2 separate regions of the Triticum aestivum genome follow, and region 1 is linked to region 2. Evidence: chromatin contacts called from public Hi-C data. All regions are on one chromosome and are shown on one strand. Each heading gives the region's core, a stretch centred on a gene start, on an enhancer-like site or on the middle of the called end of the contact. The rest is flanking DNA. Distances are from core to core; before and after follow the strand shown. Region 1 has its middle 160 kb from the start of LOC123102106. Region 2 holds the start of LOC123102106 (heavy metal-associated isoprenylated plant protein 35).

Region 1 (6,150 bases), core at 1,128-3,627, 160 kb before region 2:
TGAATTTTTATAATTTATTTGCTTCATCTATTTTAAAATATTTTTGAAAAGTCAAACCTCTGTAAGTTTGACCACATTTCAGTAGAAACATATCAATATCCATAATATCAAATATGGCTTTTTCATTCATAATGAATGAATTTTCATATTTTATTTATCTAATATTATGTATGTAGATATTTTTGGCTCTAGACTTGATCAAAGTTAAAGAAATTTGACTTTTTAATAAACTAATACCTTATATTTGGGAATGAAGTGAGTATTTGGTTTGGTTAGTGGGGAAGACGATGGAGTGTATTTTACTTTTTATTCATATAACGCGGTGTTTTGCTGGGCCTTTCGCGGTATGATTTTGTGTTGCCTGCTAATCAACTCATAATTATATGGAGGAATTTTCTACGGTGATGGCTGCATGTACTATATTGGAGCTAAAGTATCACATGTACTATAGGGGAAATTATGAACCAAATCCAATTGAATTTCTGAATGCAATGAGAGAGCTCTAAAATTAGAGAGCATAGTGAATTAAAATAATTAAGTGAGAGATTGCTGATCCGGTCAAAATCGATGACCCAATTTTATATTGATGACCTCAATTGAATGAGATGCCTTCATTTCTAGGGAGTTTAGTGTTATAGAGGATGCGCATGGTTGGTGGATTCTTCCTTGGACTCTGAGGTTCGTATCGGCAGCTTCAAGGGAAAATACCCTTTGGAACAAGGTGGTAATTACACCTGGTTACGTATTTAATTTTTTTAAAATTCAGAAAAAGTCAAAACGTACCAAAACTTTTTCATAACAAACATCTGGGTGCTGGGTGCTGGCGGCGACGACCCCGGCCTGCTGCAGCGTGGCCGGCGGGGCTTAACGGGCCCGTTTCGGGCCTGGCCGGGCCAGGGGTGGCCTGGTATGCCCTGCTGCCGTGTCCGGACCGCGACCGCGACGGTGCCGGTGGCCCGAGCCTCTCGCACGACTACGGTGGAGGTGATTCCCTCCCGCTTGGCTTCGGTGTTGCTGCTCCCATCGCTTAGCACTGCTCTCCGGTCTTTCTTGGCCTCGTGGTGGTGCTCACCGTGAGACAACGTGGGTTGCGGCGCAACCACGATGGCGCATGGTGTTGGGCGGTGGTTTGGCTGGACGGCTCCGGTTGGGTAGTGCGGTTTGAAGTGCGGGAGAAATCCTTGCCGGTTCGTCTGGCTCCGATGCGGTGACACCGGCGGGTGCCACCATTCCTTCCTGGAGGGTGTCGGTGGTAGCCATACCCCACTTCCCTCCACGTGTCGGGGGAAACCCTGGGACTCGTCTGGGCAGCAGCGTCGTCGGCGTCGCATGCCTTCTTGGAGATGCTGCTTGGTACGCGGCGGATCGAAGCCGCAGGTTGTGGTAGTTTGATTCCGGAGGGCGCAGCGGTGGCGGGTCATCCACGCTTTGTCGATCTTCCGTTGTTGGCATTTGTTTTTTCTTCTTCTTTCTCTTTTGGACTTCATGTGCTACTTTCTAGCAATGCTATGTGTTCGATGTTGATTGCTTTGGAATAGAAAGCGGGGGCAAACCCTTTTTGGATAAAAGGCAATCACAGTTCTTTTATTCTAATTAATTGTGTTATGAATAAATACATAATTCTCATCATCAAAGTCTTTATTCTAACCTTGAGGTAGGATGATTCATACAAGTGGAACTGTGAGCTCTAATGCAATGTTAAAAAAAAGGAGAGGACTTTGTGATTTCTGATCCATGGCATTGCTAACTTGTTTTAGGGATTGTTGAATTTTTCATAACTTAGAGGGAGTGGATGACAATGCTGCAAGCCATTAGAAGTTAGGGACGATGGGAATGGCTATGGCAATTTGGCGACTTAGACAAAAGGCATGTGGATTTTTAGCAAGGTGAAAATGTAATAGCTGAAGCAGAGCGACTCATGATATATTCATTTTTTTGTCCGTAGGTCAGGGATGATAGAAACTAGTATGTAGGTCAGGGATGATGCGAATAACTACGACAATTTTACGAACTTGAAGAAAACATAGGAGGATTTATAGCGCGGTAACAAATGACTCAATGACTGAAGCGTTGAAGCTGAATGGCCTTGTGATAAATCGCTGCCACGGGCATTCAACTAGTTTTAATTCTGCTCCAAGAAACCCGAGCCCCATTGGCGAGCTCCTGTTAACCATCAATTTCCTGAGCCAAAGCAGCAGTGCTGCAATAAGATACTCAGTAAACAAAGCGTGGTCGCATCGCCGGGGCCCAGGAGTTAAGTTTGACAAGCCGCCGGCGGCGGCGGCTGGAAAGGTCGCCGGTTCCTGGCCATCCTGGAAGGTGGTTCTATCTGCGGCCCTAGCTAGGAGTAGGACCAACCATGGTCGCTGATGGTAAGAGCATCTACAACACGCGGACCGACGGGCGTAAGCAGTGAGCCGTGCACGCAACATCATGCCTTCTCTGCAGACTACAACATCTCGCTCGTTGATCAAGTCGTGGCTTTCTAGGCCCAACGTCAAAATTGCATAATGGTAGTAGTAAAATCTTCCCATCAGTTCCTGATCTTGCTTTGCTTATGGACTAAGACTCGTGAAGACAGCTAGGAAGAAGGGAGCAGGCTCACAAAACAAAACCCTGGCAAGATCTCTTTCTAAAAGGTCCTTTTGCGAATTTAATTGTTAAGGCAGGGAGAAGAAAGAAAGAAAGGTCCATCTATCCCATTCCCGTCCATCGTGGCCGCCAGTCATGGATCGGAGGCCGGTGGCTCGCTATCGCCGCCTACACGGCTCCATGTCAGCCCGGCGCCTCTTTCAGGTGTACCACTTCTTGTTCTGGAATATGCACGCACGCCCATCCATCTCAAGATTCATCTCTGAAAGGATCTCCTACCAAACCGTCCAGCCCCCAAACTCTTTTTCATTCTCCTCGTTCGTCCTCGTCTTCTATTTTCCATTCGGAAAATAGATACATCTTACCTGCTGCTTCATCTCTATGACCCCTGTAGTACTTGGTTAGGTAAGACTTGAGTTATATATACCTGTTTCAGAAAGAAGAAACATTTGTGGCGTGTAAGGCGTCTGCGACAGGGATGCCACGTACGGGTCTTCTTCTAGCAGATTGCGAGGTTTCGGCTTTTTTCGGAGCCACAGAATTGCGAGTGATCATCGCTTTAGTTAGTACGTACTTAGTACAAATAAAAGCTGGTGCAGAAAGCTAAGTATGTGCATTTGGGAGGGACCAGCCGGTTAAGTATATGGCAAATCATTCTGGCCAATGTCCCTACGCATCAAAACTCTTCTTCTTAATTAATGAAAAAGGCAAAGTTTTTGCCGCCGTTTCAAAAAAAAAAAAAACTCTACCTCTAAAAAAAGAAGCTCTTCCTCTTTGTTCTTCTTCTCCTTGACAGCTAGTAGACCAGCACAGGTCCAAAATCATGTGATTTCAGCGTTTGGTCAGCTGTAGCTTTTCATCCTGTACTGGTACTCTACTCACTTGGGAGTCATACTTTGATGGGGTGTTGTTTGGCGCACTACGGCTAGGAGATAGCTCCGGCTGAATCAAAAGGAAGTCATGAAACTTAATCATGAAAGTTGTGACAGATTTGTTTCAATCATCAGAAATGTAAAAGGAAGTTGCGAGAGATTGTTCCATTTGCTACGGCTACTCTCTTTGCCCCGTTTCCATTTCCATGCAAGACAATAATATGAGATCGACACGTGAACTTTGGCCTAGTTCCAACTTCCAACGCACATTTTTCATGATTTCAAACTACTAGCTAGTTCTTGGACTGGACGGTCACGGAGCCCTGGAAAAGGCGTGTGCCAACTAACAGTCATGGAGCGAACCTAGCAGTCGTTAGACCATGCCAAACCGCTAATACCTTGAATGATGATGATGCTATTGTTCCTCGTTGTATATTCTTCTTCTTCTCTTTTTTTCTTGGTAGCTATGAGCACCTAGAGCCGAACTTGGTAAATCTAACCCCTATACAATGTGCAGACCCAGCTGCGGGCAGTAACCATTCACCCCTATTTTTTCTCCGTTGCATTCAACTACCTCATATTAAATACCTAAAATCCATATAAAGCATGCAAAATAAAATTGATGTACTACATAGGTAATCTAAGCTAGCCTACAGTACTCATCATCGTCAAAGATGCCAACGACCTCCATGCCGGAACATACGTCCATGATTCACTTGATAAGCAAAGCAAAGTTGAGTGCAGACATTCTAGTACAGGAGGAGCATCAGACACTTGTACCGCAGCGCAGAGGTCAAATACTATCATGTAGTACTCCTACAAGATGGATCATAGCCATACACATGTTGCTGCACCGCAATGAAATGAACGACCGGACGTCTGAAGCTGATGGCAACAAACAGGCGTGCTACTGCTATATATGCTCCTTGGCAAGCAAATTCAGAGGCTTCACTTTCTCCACTTATTAACTTGCCATGATCAAGTCCTAACCCCACTACCGGTGGCCGGCCTTTCGGGTATCCATCCACGCGCAACCTCCGATTGGCTACAAGCATCCAGGACATAAATATAAATTAGTATGAAAATTCGGTTAAAATTATGCATGTGTCAGCGATGCAAAGCCCAAGTTTAATTCTGCTTTGCTTGTGGACGAAGACTCGTGAAGACAGCTAGGAAGAAGGGAGCAGGCTCACAAAACAAAACCCCGGCAAGATCTCTTTCTAAAAGGTCCTTTTGCGAATTTAATTGTTAAGGCAGGGAGAAGAAAGAAAGTCAGGTCCATCCCATTCCCGTCCATCGTGGCCGCCAGTCATGGATCGGAGGCCGGTGGCTCGCTATCGCCGCCTACACGGCTCCATGTCAGCCCGGCGCCTCTTTCAGTCGACACTTACCACTTCATGTTCTGGAATATGCATGCACGCCCATCCATCTCATGATCTCAAGATTAATCTCTGAAAGGATCTCCTACCAAAACTTCCAGCCCCCAAACTCATTCTCATTCTCCTCGTCTTCTATTTTCCATTCGAAAAATAGATACATCTTACCTGCTGCTTCATCTCTATGACCCCTCTAGTACTTGGTTAGGTAAGACTTGGGTTATATATTTTTCATAATGTGAAAAGAAGAAGAAGAAAAGAACTTGACGGTTTCTTGCTTCAGAGCATTTTCAACAAGTGAGACAGTGATGCTTCTAACAAGGACTCGGTATTTTCCAATCCAGTCAAATAAAAGCCGGATGCGTCGCCCTCTCTGATGTTGGAAATGCGAGCACGCTGCTTCTTTCGCGCCCTCTCTAACACAGCCAGGCTCGTGACCCGCCTCTTCAGCCTAATCAGGAGGTCCTGCTCATCATGGAGAGCGGGCGAGATTCTTGAGCAATGTAAAGCTGAAGGATGATCAGCAAGGCCGCATGAAGATGAAGCTTGTGTAAATATATTTGGGAAGCGTAGAACTCTTTGCTCGGGCCGCACTTGTATTTATATGGGCAATGCCGTGGCTTACAAGATGAAAACGGTCGATAGATCGATTACAGAAGGTCGGTAGAAAGAGTTGGAACAGAAGAAGAGATAGAAGTGGAATACAAGTTTAAACAAGAGTTCTATCTCTAAACAATTATTCCAACACTCCCCCTCAATCTAAACCTAAGCAACTCCAAGGTTGAGATTGAACTTGAACTCATCCAGCCTTCTCATAGTGAGAGGCTTTGTGAAGCCATCAGCCAATTGATCACCATTGGGTATAAACTTTATGTCAAGCAGTTTGCGAGCTACTCTTTCTCCGACGAAGTGGAAATCAATCTCAATATGTTTAGTGCATGCATGAAAAATAGGATTAGCTGAAAGATAGGTTGCACCAATATTATCACACCATAATCTCGCAGCTTGTGGAGTCTTAACACCGTGCTCATAAAGCAAAGTTTGAATCCACATGACTTCAGCAGTGGCATTTGCTAGAGCCTTATATTCAACTTCAGTACTTGATTTTGAGACTGTAGCCTATTTCCTTACACTCCATGATATAAGATTTGTTCCCAGAAAAATAGCAAATCCACCTGTGGATCTTCTATCATCAGCACACCCAGCCAAATTTGTATCCGAGTAAGCAGTCACAAGCATAGATGAAGACTTGACAATTTTAAGTCCAAGTCCTTCTGAGAACTTTAGATACCTCACAATTCTTTTAACTG
Region 2 (6,739 bases), core at 3,963-6,462:
TCAGAGATCTAAAGGCCACAGTGCGACCTGACACATATTTGCCAAAAAACCCTCAGAAGTCCAATTATTTGGTCCAGCTCCAACACATCCATAGATGACCATTGGATCTGAAATCAACGGTTGGAGAACTCCTGGAGCACCTACACTTAGGTGCTCCTGTAGCACTAGAAATTTTCCCGCGTGGGATGAGCTCGGGGTTGACGGATCTGGAGGTGAGGGACTCAGATGCGCTGCCCGCCATGTCGGAGACGAGTGAAAGGAGCCTGAGACGAGCTTAGGTGGCGGAGAGGAGTGGAGTGGAGGGGAGTGAAGTGGCCACGGTTTGGTCCGACGAGCGAATGAAGAGGAATTTATGTGGGTCGGGGGGCAGCATGGGCCGGGTCCGACGTGGCGGGTGTGCCCGGGCGCACCCGGGCGCCCCCATATCTGCCCCATTTTTGGGCTGGATATGAGGGGTGCCGGTCAGACCGAGCGTATGAGGCCCGTTTGAGGGGGGCGTCTAGGTAAAAAAAACATGGTCTACTAGTGACCGGGCGGCTCACGTATGAGGTGGGTTTGAGGCGCCCGGTTTTAGATGCTCTGAGCACCTAGAGCCGGACTTGGCAAATTTGACCCCTATACAATGCATGCGCAGACCCAGCCGCGGGCAGTAACCAGTCATCCTAAAAAAATTCGCTGCATTCAACTACCTCATATTAGATACCTAAAATCCATACAAAGCATGCAAAATAAAATCTATGTACTACATAGGTAACCTAAGCTAGCCTACAGTACTCGCCATCGTCAAAGATGCCAACGGCCTCCATGCCGGCAATGCCGCACGGCCCTATCTCTGGGTGGATGGCCTCCTGCCGCATCTTCAGCTCCTCGTCAGACACTATCCCGGCGAAGATTTCATGGAACTTTGCGCCCCGCTGGCAGAGGAAGCGGCGGTTGGCCTCCACCTCAGCCTCCGACTGGATGGAGTCGAGGATGGCCTACTGCTTCGTTGCATCCTCCGCCTGGGCCACCTCGTACTCTGCCATGGCAAAGCTCGCAGCCGGAGGCGCCGGATATGCTTCTCCTGCGTCGTTGTCCTCGTCCTCCTCCGGCGCCGCATCCTGCTTTGCCTCGACCTCTGCCTCCGCCTCCTCCTTGCCCGACTCCAGCGAGTCCAGAGGCAGGCCGGTTTTGATTCGAGCTTCGTGCCACGCCTGAATCTTCTCAAATAGCTCAAGGCGCCGCTTCCGACGTGAGCATGGCGTATGTCGTCGCCTTCTGTCGGGTCATAGCTATCGGCGGACGGCGAGTGAATATAGGGGTGACGACATGAATAGGAGATGGATGGAAATGGATGCGGCTAGGGTTGGGGGTCGCTGTCCGGCTTAAATAGCCGGACTTTGGCCCTCGAACGGTGAGCTGGAACGGTGCCACGCGGAGGCATGAATACGTCCACACCCGCCCCGGAGGAGAAGCCCGTCAAACTGATGGGTTTCTGTGTGGGAACCCGCTGTCAACCCAACATGGTGGACCCACCTGGCGCGCCCAGCCATCCCATATCCGTTTCAGATTTGGATTGGATATGAGAGGTGTCGGTTGCTTCGAGTGTGTAGGAGCGACATGAGGAGCCCGTCCATCTCAGTTTTTCTTAGCGTCTGGCGGATGTAGATGCTCTAACCGAAACCAAGATGATTCGTGCATCGGAGGCCCGGAATGGCGCCGGTGGAGCATGTGATGGTTTTTTTAACACGGTACAGACGCAAGCGCTCACATACACACGCATACACTCATTCCTATGAATGCACACCCTACCTCTATGAGCACCTTCGAAAGACTGAGCCGGCATATCATCTCGAAATTTATAAAATCGCAGTAGGCATCTCGTTGTAGACGGAAACGTCTCCTTTCATTGAATGCGCATCACCGAAAATTCTAAATAAATCGAGAAATAAATGCGAGCATCAGGATTTAAACCCTGATGGGCTGAGAATACCACAATACCTCTAACCATTCAACCACATCGATTCACGAGCATGTGGTGGCTGGCATGATGCAAGCCACGGAAAGTGAAGAAAAAGAATGAGATTGCTTCCAAGGATCTTCTTTGCCATTCCAGCAGCAGCTTCAACATTTTTCGAGTTTCTCGGGGAGCGGATTTGACCTGACTCGTTTGCGCGGGCGGCCCAAGGAAACTGACGCTATGACACGTAGAGTGTTGTACGTACATATATACACGAGAGCGTCCATTTTCCATGGGTGTGACAGTGAGAGAAAAATCAAGGGGAGCGCGCGCAGAAAAAGAAGACGGAGAGGTGAAATTGGAAAGAAAGTTGCGTCCATTCCATCCCAGGAAACATGCATGGTGGCCGAGCCTATTGCGCCAACCACTCGCTGTGCACCCACACCCACACCCATTCAGCGCCAGTGACGACGAGCAGATAAACGCTGTGGAAGGAAGGAAGGAAGCAGTGATGCGTGCCGAATGTGCACCGAAACGGGATGGATTCAGTGGCCCCATGGCTCGGATTTGCGCTTGTCCGCGTGCCACGATCAGAATCCAGACGGCGTTGAACCGAACGATGCTCGTGGACGACGATGATGATGATGAACTGGGTGGGTAGCGGTGGACGCTCTTTCGCTACCTGAACCGCTGTCCAGGCATTATGTATGCAATGTTTTGGCGCTATTTGTACTATTAGATGGATGGAGAGCATCTTCGTGCAAGACATTTCGCATATCACATTTTATTTCGCCCCAAAATAAAATGCAGAAAAATATATCAAAACTTGCGAAATGTAAGGGACCTTTCGCTAGCTGTTCGGTGCTCGGCATGCCATGTGCACCATCTGTCCTGCATCTCTCTCTCTATACCTCCATGCATTGTCCTAATCCGTCCCCAGTGGCTAACTAACAACGAAGCAAGGCACGATTTGTCCACCACCTTTCCATTATTATATATATGGTACCCCCGCAACCCACAATAATGAAACCAGATTAGCTGACTCTAATGAGCATAACAGTATCTTATTACTGTACCAGCATTATATATAAATCATGCATGATCACCCAGGCTGAGATCAGCATGGGTAAATCAAATCATTAACATGTGGGCAAGCACAGCCCTCTTGCTTATATTCAAGAGCCTTCAAACAAACCGGCCAGCACCACACCATTCGGCATGAGCGACCGATGAGCTATATGAAAAGGCTTCAGACAAACCGGCCAGCTTGGCCTCACCCCGAGCACCAACCTAAACAAGTTGGGCTGCTGAGCCATCACACTAATTAATTAAACATCATTATCGTGCTAAACTTGATCGGTGGCAAAGGGAAGGTGATTGGGCCTCATCGATCGTCAGAGGCTGCTCGGGAGCTGGCCACAAGAATCGGCAAGGATATCCTCTAGACATGCATGATTGGATTGGAGCACAGACCACGACCTTTCTACTACTCCCTCCGTCCGTCCAGTGATATAAGAGCGTTTTTGACACTACAATAGTGTCAAAAACGCATATTACGGGACTGAGTAATTAATTCCTCTAGAGAAGATTCTTTAGATGTATAATATATAATCCGTGTTATCTTTTATGTTTCTCTCTCTCATGTCTTTTTAGATTATACAAAATGCTAGTGGTACTAGTAGGGTGGAAGATCTCATTGATGCTACTACTACATGTAAAGGTTCTCTCATTACAATTACATGCTCTATTTAGAACAGTAATAGTAGCAATAATAGAAGAAGAAATTAAAGAGGAAGAAGAAGAAAAAGAAAAAGGATTGGTCAAGGAGAGCTTTGACCTCCCAATCGAAGAGAGTAACAAGCTACTGTCTCTACCTACAACCAGAGAGGTCTCTATTACGATACGATTATGAGGCCGCCTCTGGCTACTTTTCCGGCGGTGGCCGGAGCCGCCATCGATCACATGACGCTGCACGAGTTGGGGTTCTCGTCGTCGAACAGGCGGTACGAGTCCTGGAGCGGCGGCAGGGGTGGCGGCGCCGCGTGCGTCCCGGGCGGGCTGTAGTAGTCCTGGTAGTAGGACTCCGGCGACGCGTGCGGGTACGGCATGTAGAGGTAGGACGGCGACCATTGCTGCATTGGCTGCGCCTGCTGGGAGTAGGCCTGCTGCGCCGGCGCCGGTGGGTGCTGCATCATGGAGGAGGAGGAGTACCCGGCCTGCTGCTGCTGCAGCGAGTAGCCCTGCTCCGGCCGCGGCGCGTAGTGGGACACGCTCGCTCTCGGCTGCGCCATGTTGTAGCTCATCACCGGCTGCGGCGCGCCGTACGGGTTGAATTCGTGGTGCGCGTGCATCGGCGCATGGGACAGGGACCTATCGGCGTCCTTGGGCTTGCTCTGTTTCTTCTTCGCCTCGGCCTCGTCATTGCCGCCGGCCTCCTTTGCGGCGGCAGCGGGCTCACTCGCGGGCTCGGCGCCCTTTGCCTTGGGCTCGCCCTCGCCGCCGTCTTGCTTTGCCTCGTCGCTTGGTTTTGCCTCCTCCTCTTTGTCAGCCTTCTTCTCAGATTCTGCTTCCTTCTCCGCCTCAGGCTTCTTCTCGGGGGCCGTCTCCTGCTCCGGCTTCTTGTCCGAGCTGTCGGCCTGCGGCTCCTTCACAGGCTCCGCCGGCTTCTTGTCGGCCACAGCAGCATCCTTGCTGCCGTCCCCGGCCGGCGCGGGGGCGTCGGCTGGGGCTGGCGGCGCAGGGTCGGGATTCTTGGCAGGCGTGTGTTGCCATGGCAGGGCCTGCTTGCCCGACTTGTGCAGCCGCTTGATGAGCGTCTCGGCGTCCACGGTGCCGGTCACCATCACCTTGTGCAGCTGGGCATCCACCTTCACGTCCTGCACGCCTGAGCACCCCAACCAAAACGCGCGACGACCACTTAGTAAGCTAATTAAGCCGAAAATGCAGCGGCGGGAGGAGAATTAAGGAGGGCGACGCTGGTACCTTCGACGCTCTTGAGCACCTTCCGGACCTTCTTCTTGCAGCCATGGCAGTGGATGGTCACCCTCAGCACGAAGGTCTGGAGATCCATGGTGTGGGAGTGCGCTCTGGGGACTGGTCACCGTCGTCTCGCTTCTTGGTTAGGGAGCAGGATGAGGATGGGGGGGCGCTCGAGTCTGTGGCTCTCCTCTCAGGACGCTGGGAGCTCAGGGGAGGCAGCAGATGCGGTGCTCAACTTATAGAGGTGGACGCGGGGATGGAGTACGACCACATGGCCGCTGACATGTGGGCCGGCCGGGTGCTCTGCTGCGGCGGCCGTATTGTTAGTACCCAGGCGGCGGCGGCGTATCCGTTCCGTTCCTAGGTATCCGTTCCGGCGGCCGTATTGTTGGGAGCATGATATTTGAGAGTGATTTTGATGACAATTTATGTTGGTCGGTCGAGCACGGCAACTCCACTGCACTTCTGTTTTTCATCAAAATTTATCGTACTGACATCCACGCGATAACTAAAGTTGCCATCAAAACGCTCTTCAATGATTATGATCGCTCTGTAGCATATGTGTAATTTTTAAAATATGTCTTTGGATGAAGCCAATCTGCCGGTGCAAATATAGCAAATTCGGACACTATTGACCGTTGGATATCATCTGCACAACAACAAATTCTGCCACATGTACTATTGAAAATATTTCATGGTTGAGCTTAATCACAATAAACAAACCCCAAAACACAAGGGTTTCTCGTTTGTTCTAAAACCTTTCATGCTTTAACTATTCATATATTTCTCTTCTGAATGAAATGACACTCTTTTTTACTTCACGATTTACAATGCATCATACACAGAAACATCAAAATGCATGCAATTCTTCTTTGTTTTAGAATTTTTCATACTTAAATTTTACAAAAATAAATCTTCTAACTGAATTGCAATTTCTTTTCTACTTTACGATTTACCGTACAATGCACAATGTGCACAAATTCTCACATCACAAACCTCCCCATTTGTTCTAAACTCTTCCATCCCTAAAGACAATTATCTTGGGTATATTTCACATGAGTTTCATGTAGCACTGATGCAGAAAAAGCCTAGTAGTGGTGTGGCAAAAAGAGCCTTGGTGGCGTTGGCACCCAACACCACCAATATAGCGTGAGTGATAATTTTTACTGATGGCGTTTGTGCGCACATGAGCAATAACTATGTGCTAATGGCGTGCCACGTGTCCAACACAACTAGAAATATATATCACCAATGACATGCCATGTTGGCGCAACACCACCAATTTCATATTGTGCGTATAAAAATTAGCTAAGCATATAACATTAACAACTAAGCTAGTGGAAGTCATCTTCTGCTCGCGAGCTCATTTGAGCTCGCGATGAATAGTAAAATCCAAAAAAAATGTAAAATATTTCAAAAAAATGTGAACATTTTTGGTGGAAACATTCACAAAATGTTTTCGAAAATAACACTTTTGGAGGATCATTTTTTTGTATGACTTCCACGAATGTTATTTCGTGATGAAATTTTGTGAGCACTGAGAACTTTTGTCAATGCTTGCACCAAAAAAGTCAGAAGTTTTTTTAATTTTTTTCGGATTTTACTGTTCACTCGAGCTCATTTGAGCTTGAGCTAAAAAACACCATGTCCCTAAGCTCGGTACTTCATTGATGACCCCACAAGTATAGGGGTCCAAATAGTCTTTGAGGGAAGTATTTGATTCAAATTAATTGATTCGACACAAGGTAAGACAAAGAATATTTATAAGCCTTAGCAGCTCAGTTGTCAATTCAACCACACCTGTGAATCACTTCCTTGCAG

What was found. Hi-C and Micro-C count contacts between places; a contact is called where the count stands out from the background.
Region 1: a Hi-C map of leaf shows a contact between it and region 2, with 5 times the contacts expected there. The contact joins the enhancer-like site here to the promoter of LOC123102106 in region 2. A contact is called at or near these places in 1 of 5 Hi-C or Micro-C datasets (leaf) and 1 of 1 datasets of contacts at active chromatin or transcription factors (leaf).

The regions. Positions count from the first base shown.
Region 1 is chr5A:30,321,903-30,328,052 of IWGSC CS RefSeq v2.1, reverse strand. No RefSeq gene overlaps it. Among protein-coding and RNA genes, the nearest start is that of LOC123102106, 160 kb to the right of the region's middle. Within about 2 kb of position 2,377, at least 3 of the 8 cell types and tissues checked have an H3K27ac peak or open chromatin away from gene starts, as enhancers often do. A contact at or near this core is called in leaf, where this site is marked.
Region 2 is chr5A:30,163,119-30,169,857 of IWGSC CS RefSeq v2.1, reverse strand. LOC123102106 (heavy metal-associated isoprenylated plant protein 35) reads right to left here and starts at 5,212. Exons shown (of 2, transcript XM_044523387.1): 1 at 4,922-5,212; 2 at 3,616-4,823. The coding sequence starts at 5,009. The coding sequence ends at 3,898.